Linked DNA regions of Triticum aestivum: region 2 is linked to region 1. Evidence: chromatin contacts called from public Hi-C data. All regions are on one chromosome and are shown on one strand. The core of a region is the stretch at or near the end of the contact, and the rest is flanking DNA. Distances in the headings are between cores, read along the strand shown.

What was found. A called contact is a pair of places that touch in the nucleus more often than the background predicts.
Region 2: a contact with region 1 is called in a Hi-C map of leaf, with 6 times the contacts expected there. The contact joins the promoter of LOC123079288 here to the promoter of LOC123079284 in region 1. A contact is called at or near these places in 2 of 5 Hi-C or Micro-C datasets (both in leaf).

What each region holds. Positions count from the first base shown.
Region 1 is chr3D:418,350,885-418,355,365 of IWGSC CS RefSeq v2.1, forward strand. LOC123079284 (nuclear matrix constituent protein 1b) reads right to left here and starts at 2,889. Exons shown (of 8, transcript XM_044502021.1): 1 at 2,692-2,889; 2 at 1,393-1,602; 3 at 853-1,106; 4 at 393-663; 5 at 220-303; 6 at 1-137. The coding sequence starts at 2,841.
Region 2 is chr3D:418,632,699-418,637,245 of IWGSC CS RefSeq v2.1, forward strand. It overlaps LOC123079288 (DExH-box ATP-dependent RNA helicase DExH6), which reads left to right and starts at 1,406. Exons shown (of 15, transcript XM_044502025.1): 1 at 1,406-1,790; 2 at 2,889-2,979; 3 at 3,150-3,411; 4 at 3,587-3,661; 5 at 4,071-4,115. The coding sequence starts at 1,421.

The DNA of each region.
Region 1 (4,481 bases), core at 1,639-4,138:
CTTTGATCCAGCAATGTCCTCTTCGTCTCCGTTTCTGCCTCAAAAGACAAGCGCTTATTCTCCATCTCAGTTTCAAACTCAAGCTTTCTCCTCTCCAGGGCCATTTCTTGTTCATGATTCAGCCTTTCAATCTCAACCTGCAATGGGAGTCAGGATGATTTAGAAGAGGTATAAACTCATTTGCATACATCATCTATAATGTAAACTAGAGAAACCTACCCGTTCTTTATTTGCAATTGTTTCTTGCAAAATCAACAGCTCACTCTCCCGTTTGTCAAGCAAGGATTCCTTCTGAATTATAGCCTGTGAGCAAAGCAGTTGTGATATAAAATTCCGCCATTTTAGCAATAAATAAAGCAGCTAACAAAACGATCAGTAAAAACAACACATACTTCCTCCCTTGATGCTACTGCCTCCATTTTAAGATCCAGCTTGTTTTTCTCTTCCATTAGAGCCATCCGTTCAGCTTCGAGAATCACCTTGTCCTCTTCTAACTTTTTCTCCGACTGAGTTACACGTGCTAACCTCTCAACGATATTTTCATCCCTCTGATTAAGAAGCGATTGTTCTTTCAGTAGCACCTGCTCCTTTTCATGCAACATTTTCTTCATATCATTCAACGATTTCCTTTGTAAGCTAATATCCTTTTCTTTGGCCTCGTATCTGCAATGACATACTCGATTAAGATAGCAAAGAAGAGAGATGCCCACAGGACCACCATATTCAAGAAATGGACATACAGCATACATCACAATTTACTAGAACATAATACACCCCAATTTATATACTGAGAGACTACATTGATATTGGTTAGAAAGGCCAGCTTAATTCCACAAGATATTGAATACTCACTCATGATCACTAGAAAGGCGGTATCTTCTAAGCTGATCTTCACGTTCTTCCATGTCTTGTAAACTTCTCAATGCAGCATTACGAGCACGAGTGCACTCTGCTTCCAAAGATTTTGCTGCAAGAAGCTTCTCTTCTGCCTCATCAAATTTCTTTTGAGCAGTATCCATCATTTCAAGTGCTTCAGCTGATTTGGTTTCATAGGAAACCTTTATTTCGGCTGTTTCCGCACGCATATCATGCAGTGCTTTTTCAAGCTACATGAAAAACATGGAATCAGAGGCAGGTTAAGCAGATATATGAAGTGGAACATAAACTTAACATAGAAGTGTAATGTTGGCATAAGAATAGTTGTAAAATAATCATCAATGGAGACCATGATGTTGATGATAACTCAAGGTTTCACATTCTTCGTTTTTTCCATGTTCAATTTAATGTCCATCTTTGACGAATCCATGGACAGTGCAAGCATTTAGTTGTGACAGGTTATTACAGAACAAAAAGAATTGGGCTTCTACAAGCTTAATTGAAAAGCAATCTTACATTAGCAACACACTCCTTCTGAATGCCTACATTCTTTTTCAGGTTTTCTTCCCTCTTCCTTGTTTCAGCTAGAGCAGATTGCTGGGAAGCTCGTTCACGCTTGTGCATGATCTCAGCAGACTCCATAGAAGCTTTGAGTTGTTCATGCTTGGATACCAATTCCTTTCGCTCCAATAACATTAGCCCGAGGTTGTGCTGGTAATCATAAACCTACAGCCAAATAAGTGCACAAAATAAAGAGATAAGAGAGAGAGTCAGAGGTATGTGACGGTTGCCAAACAGGATAGCTTACTGCATATAGTGAACATTAGCCTTTTGACATGGATCAGGAGGGGGGTTTGTGTATTATAAAATTATCTAACTTAATGGTTCCTACTTCCTAGAACATATTGAGCAACCAGATTAGCAACCTGTACAGTTGAAAAAACATCAGCCTCCACACAGATGCAGGGGATGAAAGTATCCTGTTCGTAGGAAACTTTGGTACAATGTTGCTGCAGTTAGGTCTATGAGACAAAGGTAGACCTAAGTATAATGTACATCCTTTGATTAATCCAAATAACCTGATTTGATTCTCTATAAGAGTAAGACTAAGAAAATGTTTGCCGAAAAGTTGCACCAAATCTGCACGGGTCGATGCTGAGACCAATAAAATACAAAAGATTTATGCAAATGCCAGTTCTATTGTGATCAGCGTAATGCCCTCCAGCCTTTCTGTTGAATCTAATTCTATTACCGAGCTACAGGCGGACCACTGTTGAACCATTCACTGCAAACGAACTCGTTATGGAAATACTATTACAATGCACTTAACAATACGAAGGACACAATAGTTGCAGCAGTTGAAACGCGTTGTGCCAAGGAAGAAGAACCACGAAGTGTAAAATTTACGCAATCCCAAGTCAACAACAAAGAAACCTAATCTGCAAAATACATGCCTACGACAGTCAACTCCTCCCTACAGATACTGGGCAATGAGCCAAAACGACGCATTTCATCGCTAGGCAACCCATTCACGCACCACGGTACCAAAGGAACCAAGAAACGAGGCTTGCGAGCAGAAACCAAGAAGCCGTCTTCCCACCAATCTGCGCACAGAACGCCGCCACCGTTGGCCTGACGAGGCCAAGAAACCACGCAGGGCAGCGCCTTCGCTAATCCTTTCCAACTAACGCTCCTTCTCTCCGCTCCGAAAGAAGCCCCAGAAAGACTGCCCCGGCATGCCAAGAACGGCAGAACCAGAGCCCGGCCCATGAAACGCGACGCGGCGGGGGGAGAGGAGGGGAGGGAGCGAGGTACCTCGGTCTCGAGCCGCGAGATGTAGGCGATGAGCGCCGCCTTGTCGCGCCGCCTGATGGACTCCTCGTCGAAGCCCGCCTCGCGGAGCTTCCTCCAGATCGCCTCGTCCCCGGCGAGGGCGCCGGCAGCGGGCGACCGCGGGCTGGCCATGCCGGCCGCAACCCTAGATCTCGGCGGCGGCGGGCCACGCGATCCCCGGGGGCGCTGCGGCGCTTTCCGGGCAAGTGGAGGCCGCCGCCGTCCCTCTCTCTGTCTCCCTCCTCCTCGTCTCTGTCTCCTTTTCCTCTCTGGCTTTTCCAACTCGGTCTCGTGGGGTGCTCACGGCGGGATGGGCGTGTCCGGGGTTTTTACCTGTCCTAGGTGCGTGGGCGGAGGGAGGGTTTGGTTTGATGGGTGGAGGAGAGACAGGGGAGGGGAGACGATCGAGCGAGGGGGGCTGGATGGACCCGGTGCACGGAGAGACTGGCCTGGCCGTCCGTTAGCTGGATGGGGATTTTGATTACTGGCAGCGGATTCTTTCCTTATTTCTTTGCTTTGTTTACTTTCAGACTTTATCCTTTATATTTTTTATAATAATCGGGCATGTTTCTTTGATCATATTTTGCCAGCTATGTTGCCTTGAACATGTCTACCCTTTGTAGGGATGATGATGTGTTGTGATGCTTCAATAATGGATATACATTTTTTTCTATTATACTTTCCATTATTTATGGATAATTTTTCTCACATTGTTCCTAAAAAAATATGGGACAGAGAGAGTATCGCATACAACACACCTTCTGTTGTGATCCAGAACTAATTTTGACAATTCCTGAAAATTTCATCAAAAAATTTCACTTTTAAGTTTCAACGCACAATAACTTTTTTTGTAACACTGAAGCAGAGTAGTAAATTCATGAGTTAAGTTGCTAGCCACACGTACCCTTGTTATACCGTTTTGACTTGGTTTGAATATTCTACATCTTTTTACCGAATAATTTTCTGTGTAACAATGTTGATTTCATTTTTGGGCAAAGTTCAATTAATATGAGTATACAGCTAGAAAGAGAGCTTTTTTGCGAAGAGCAAACAAGAGAGCTTTGTTGATGAGTTAAAAAAGTGTATGAGAGAGTAACTTCAACACTCGTGTCAGTACAAGTATTAACCACATATACATTGTGCAAGTTCATTTTAGCAAAAAAAATGCAAGTTCGCGTGGTGCTCTATTACACTCGTGCCTGTGATTGACTCGAACATCCGAAAATAAGTGCCATCAGCCTCCGCTTCTTGAACCAAACCACTCGGCAAGCTATGTTTGGTGTGCGCTCCTTTAAGTGTTACATGCATTGCACAATTGAACAAAAAATTGTATTGATATAAACAGTTTATTGGACAAAAATTGTAAACATCTAATAGATATAAAAATATACATTTGAGATGAGGACCGTAGTCTGGCATTCGTTTACCTAGGAGTCGAGAAAGTAACAATATTGGAGGCAGAGATAAGTTTACTACTCCATTGGTTTCATATTATAGTTGGCATTTTTTTTTTCAAAAGTCAAGCTTCGTAAACTTTGATTGTTTATAGAAAAAATTATTTATATCTACAATGTTGAACGTGAATCCAGCAGTATTGATTTGATACTGTAGATATTGGTTGATTATTCTATAAACCTGATCAATTTTTAAGAGGTTTGATATTATAGAATCTACTCGCAAAAGAGGACACTATAAAATCTACTAATACACACTGTATTTCAAAACGAAGGAAGTCAGTACAAGTACACATTTGGCTATAGCAACTTTGCCCA
Region 2 (4,547 bases), core at 156-2,655, 280 kb after region 1:
CACGCCTCCTCTGGCAACTGGTCCGCGGGGAGCTCATCCGGCAACTGGTCCGCAGGGTGCTCATCCGCGGGCGCATCGAGCTCGCGGCTCGTTCCGGTGAAGAAGGAGCCGGAGGAGGCGGCTAAGAGGGAGCCGGAGGAGGCCGTGCCCGATGCGCCGCCGCGCCGAGGCGTCATCGGGCCCGAGGACTACCTCCCCCGGGGCAGGAGGAGCTCCTCGAGCGCGTCGTCCTCGAGCGGTCGGCGAGGGAGTAGGAGGAGATGGAAGAGCGCACCCGGCGCGAGCTCGAGTACGAGCGGCTCTTCTTCGAGACGGGCGTCACGGCATCGCAGGCGCACGCATCGAGGCTGACCTGCGCGTGATGAAGGCGGAGCAGGCGAAGCTCTACATCGACCTCGACTCCGACTCCTCCGACTCCGACTGATCGCCGCTGGTGGGCAGCTACCGCAGGAGCTCCGGTGAGCTCAATTTTGTTGTAATGGTACAGTAGCGTAGGCCCTGCCTAGCATCTCTGACCTTTAATATGTATGTATGTGGAGTGTATGAACTTATGCCAAGAAGAACCATTTATGCAGAGTGAGCTCCGGCGAGCTGCTGCTTAAATTTCTCGCGCGAAACAACTTTTTTTAAAATATTACGGGTTTGTTTGCGATTTCTGTTCTGCCGCCGCATTTTTCAGCCTGCATAAGCGCCCCCGTGCGACCTGCAAACACAGTTTACAGTTCGGCAAAATGCGGGGTCTGCTAGAGTTGCTCTTACTTCCTCCGTCCAAATTTGTTAGCCCTCTCGGAATTTGAGCCTAAAATTGATAATATTTTGCCAACAAAATGTGAGTTATATGCCACAACAATTATACCATTGGTGGCATATACCCATTTATTTCCAAAATAATTGAAATTCTAGGATATCTCTAAGTCAAACTTTTAAAGTTGATGATCAAATATATAGAAAAATCCGCATCAAGATATGCAATATCAAATATTATAATATGAAAATTCATTTCATAATGAATCTAATCTAATGAAGTAATCGGTTTATAGATGTTGATAAATTTTGTCATAGACTCGGTCAAACTTGAATTTTGAAACAAAGGGAGTAGCACATAATTTATTAGTCAATTTTTAGATTGAAATTGACTTAAAATTGGAGGGGGATTTCATTATATAAACCGAACGGAGGAAGTTCAACTCACTCGTCGGTCACACGGCACAGGTTCATGCGAATATTCTCATGTTGTTCTCGCAGTTGATTTTTTTTTTTTTTGAGACAACGCAGTTTTTTGTAAAGATCTCCGCCGCTTCCATGAAAACGTAGCACAGTTGGGGCCTGGCAGCAATGGCTGCTTGAAAGCCTTTGAACAACCCGGCACGTGGCCCGCCTCACACCTCTACCCACCGCGGCCCGGTTCTCACCGACAAGCATGGCCCGCATATCGGTCCATCCAAACCTCTCCCTGCACCACCGCCCGCTCCTCCCACAGATCGCACCGCCACCACGTTGCCCTAGAAGGTTTCCACCCGGTCCACCGCATCAGCACACAAAGGGCAAAGCGACCGCAGCGGGAAGCCTCCAGAGCGGGACCCGAACCGGCCGCCGCGCCGCCCCGAACGCAGCCGCCGCCGCGCCGCCCCCGCCCCCGCTCCGCGACGACGGGATGGGGCGAAAGGGGCCCAAGGGGGCCAAGACGAACGCCGCCGCCCTCACGAAGGCCGCCCTGGCCGCCATGAGCGAGGAGACGACGGTGCGCATCACCACGGTGCTCGAGGACTTCCGCGCCTCCGACGCCCAAGGTTCGCGCCATTCGCCTTCCCATCACATTGGGTGTTCCCGTTTCCGTAGGCGCCTAGCGTGCTCTCTCGTTGTTTTTGGCGCGATTCCGTTGTGCTGCGGATACGGCACGCTCCGTGGGCAGTGGGAGCTAGGGTTTCAAGCCTTCGAGCTTAGGATTGAGGGCTGCTCATCTTATCATAGTATCGCCAATCTAATTCCGCAGCCGTTATTTTGGGTACTCGTCCTTCTTTGTTGCGCACCAGTTGCTTCGACTTATTTTGCTAGCTTTGTGGTATACTTTTTGATGACCAATGTAACCAGTGTTTCTAGCTGCACTGCTGGTCCCCAGTGTGGTTACAAGTATGATAAACTTTTATCATCTAGAGTTTAATGCTGCGACAATGCCTATCCTGAGTGTGGTTAATCGGTCATAAGGAAGGTGAATGCTCAATCGGTTTTCTTTCTCGCCACCATATGTGCTATTTGTAACAATACCAGTTTTACAGTTTCCTTCTGGATAAGTTAGTCTATTTTCTACCAAATAGCCTTCCATAGGTCATGCGATGACATCATTCGACTAAAAAAGGAACCTGGTAGTGTTTTCTGGTTGATTTGCAGTATCCCATTTTTCTTCTCTTTTGAGAAACATTCCAGATTATTGTTGAAGAACTGTATGCCCACTTGACTGGTAACATAAAATTGCCTAACTGGGTGACAGGTTCTTACATTAGTTGGTTGTAAATATACAAGTCATGGTTATGCTTTCATAAGGTAGTTGCAGAAGCTTACGTGGTCTTCAGGATATTCTTTTAATCATCTGTAGAGCCGTTGCTCGCTACATTATTGCTGCACCAAGGTGTCCATGCCAAGTTTAGTGGTCTATGGGTGTTATGACCACCATGTGTTTTGATGTTCTTTTCATGTTCTGGACCTAATTTCAGTTTTATCACGCCCCCCCATATTCTCTGCTATGGATCTCCTTGTTGTATCATTTGCCACCTCTACTGCTGGTATCTTCTGTTTATTTTATTGTATTGTCCTTTATTGAAGCATGCATGGTATTCTTTTGTGTTATACTCTGAGCAGAGAAGTAAAATCTACACATTTTTAATTTGCAGTGCACACATTCGAACCTAGTCTTACCAATCAAGAGCGGGCAGCAGTCCATGCTATGTGTAAAAAGATGGGCATGATATCAAAGAGTAAAGGGTGAGTTAGTTCCTAACTATAATGGATGCATTTTGCAGACTTCTTTTGGTGAAGTGCTAATCGATAACTATGTTTGATCTATCTTCTCTTCATCAATCTTCATGTTGACCTACATTTGCAGTTCAACTTCTTATCTGGTGTTTATTCTGAAATCTATTCATTAACCATAGGTATGGGGAACGGCGATGCCTTTCTGTTTACAAAACAAAAAACACGCAGGGGGCTGTTAAAGAAGAAGGCCCTAGCAAACTTGGATTTTCCGAAGAAGCAAGACAGATTTTGCTAGATCTGTTTACACACTATCCTCCTGATGATGCTGAATTGAATGGTGACGCTGTCAAGAATCCTGGCGATAAGGCTGCTAAAATTCAATGGAAGACAGATACGGCCTTTTCCAGGCCAGCTATGCAGAAACATGATATAGCAAAGAAGGTCAAGATGCTTACGTCTAAATTAAATGATACTAGACAGTTGAGGAAGGTTGTATATTCTGGCTTGATATGTTCCTTTTTTCACCATTAATTTTGCCAGTCCCAGAATTCTTCCCTTTTACCTGGCATATGTGGTATTTTTAAGTTGGTGCTGAAAGTTGCACACGTGTATACAGATCGGTGAAGGCAGATCCAAACTTCCTATTGCATCCTTCAAAGATCACATTTCTTCTACCCTAGAAAATCACCAGGTATTGTTCTTTGTGCCAAAGCTTTATCATACTTAAATATGCAAGACTGCAAAACTGTCGAAAGAGATAATTCAACTTGGAAATGAGGTTGCTCCAAACTAGCTTCAGTGTGATGCTTGGATCAAGTTGGTTGCTGGTTATGTCTTTTCTCATCGGCGGCAGGTTTAATATCAAGATAGTCTAGAATTTACATATTTTTACTCCAGAATTGCCGAGAATCTGCCAGTGTCTTGTACCACAGCTTCTTTTATTATATAGTAATAACAACTTCCACAAAAAGTAGTGGATATTTATTCCATCATTTTCCTGTCTATTTATTGAATTTGATCGATTCATTACTATACTTTGCTAAATGGACATTCCCCTGGCATCTGGTGATGCAATTTGATCCTCTTGTATTTCCTATCAGGTGGTTCTTATTTCTGGAGAAACAGGCTGCGGTAAAACTACCCAGGTCTAAGTTGTTCTGATTCTTTCGTGCATTTAATTAGGAAATTCTACTTATTATTGTTGGTTTGTTGGTCTAGTCCATTCCCTATTTTCTTTCAATTCAATCTTGTTCTATGCTCGTCCCAACAATATGCACTCTTTGTGCTTGTGCAAATATCTCATAGTTTAGGTATCTGCAGTTCTCTATGTAGAATTGAGTGGTCTTATGCCACTCAAAGGATGCATTATATTTCCTATGATCTTTACAAAACAGTCTCTTCTAATCCATGTCCGTAATGTATTACAGTGCAGTCTTTAGTTGTAGATAATGTATTTTGTCTATTGAAACTTGCTTCACATGTTCCTGGGTTTGACTTGGTTCATATTCATATGATAACATCTCCATACTAAAAGACTGGTTAAGGTCAAATTTGTTTTCGTGGATACGAATCGTTGA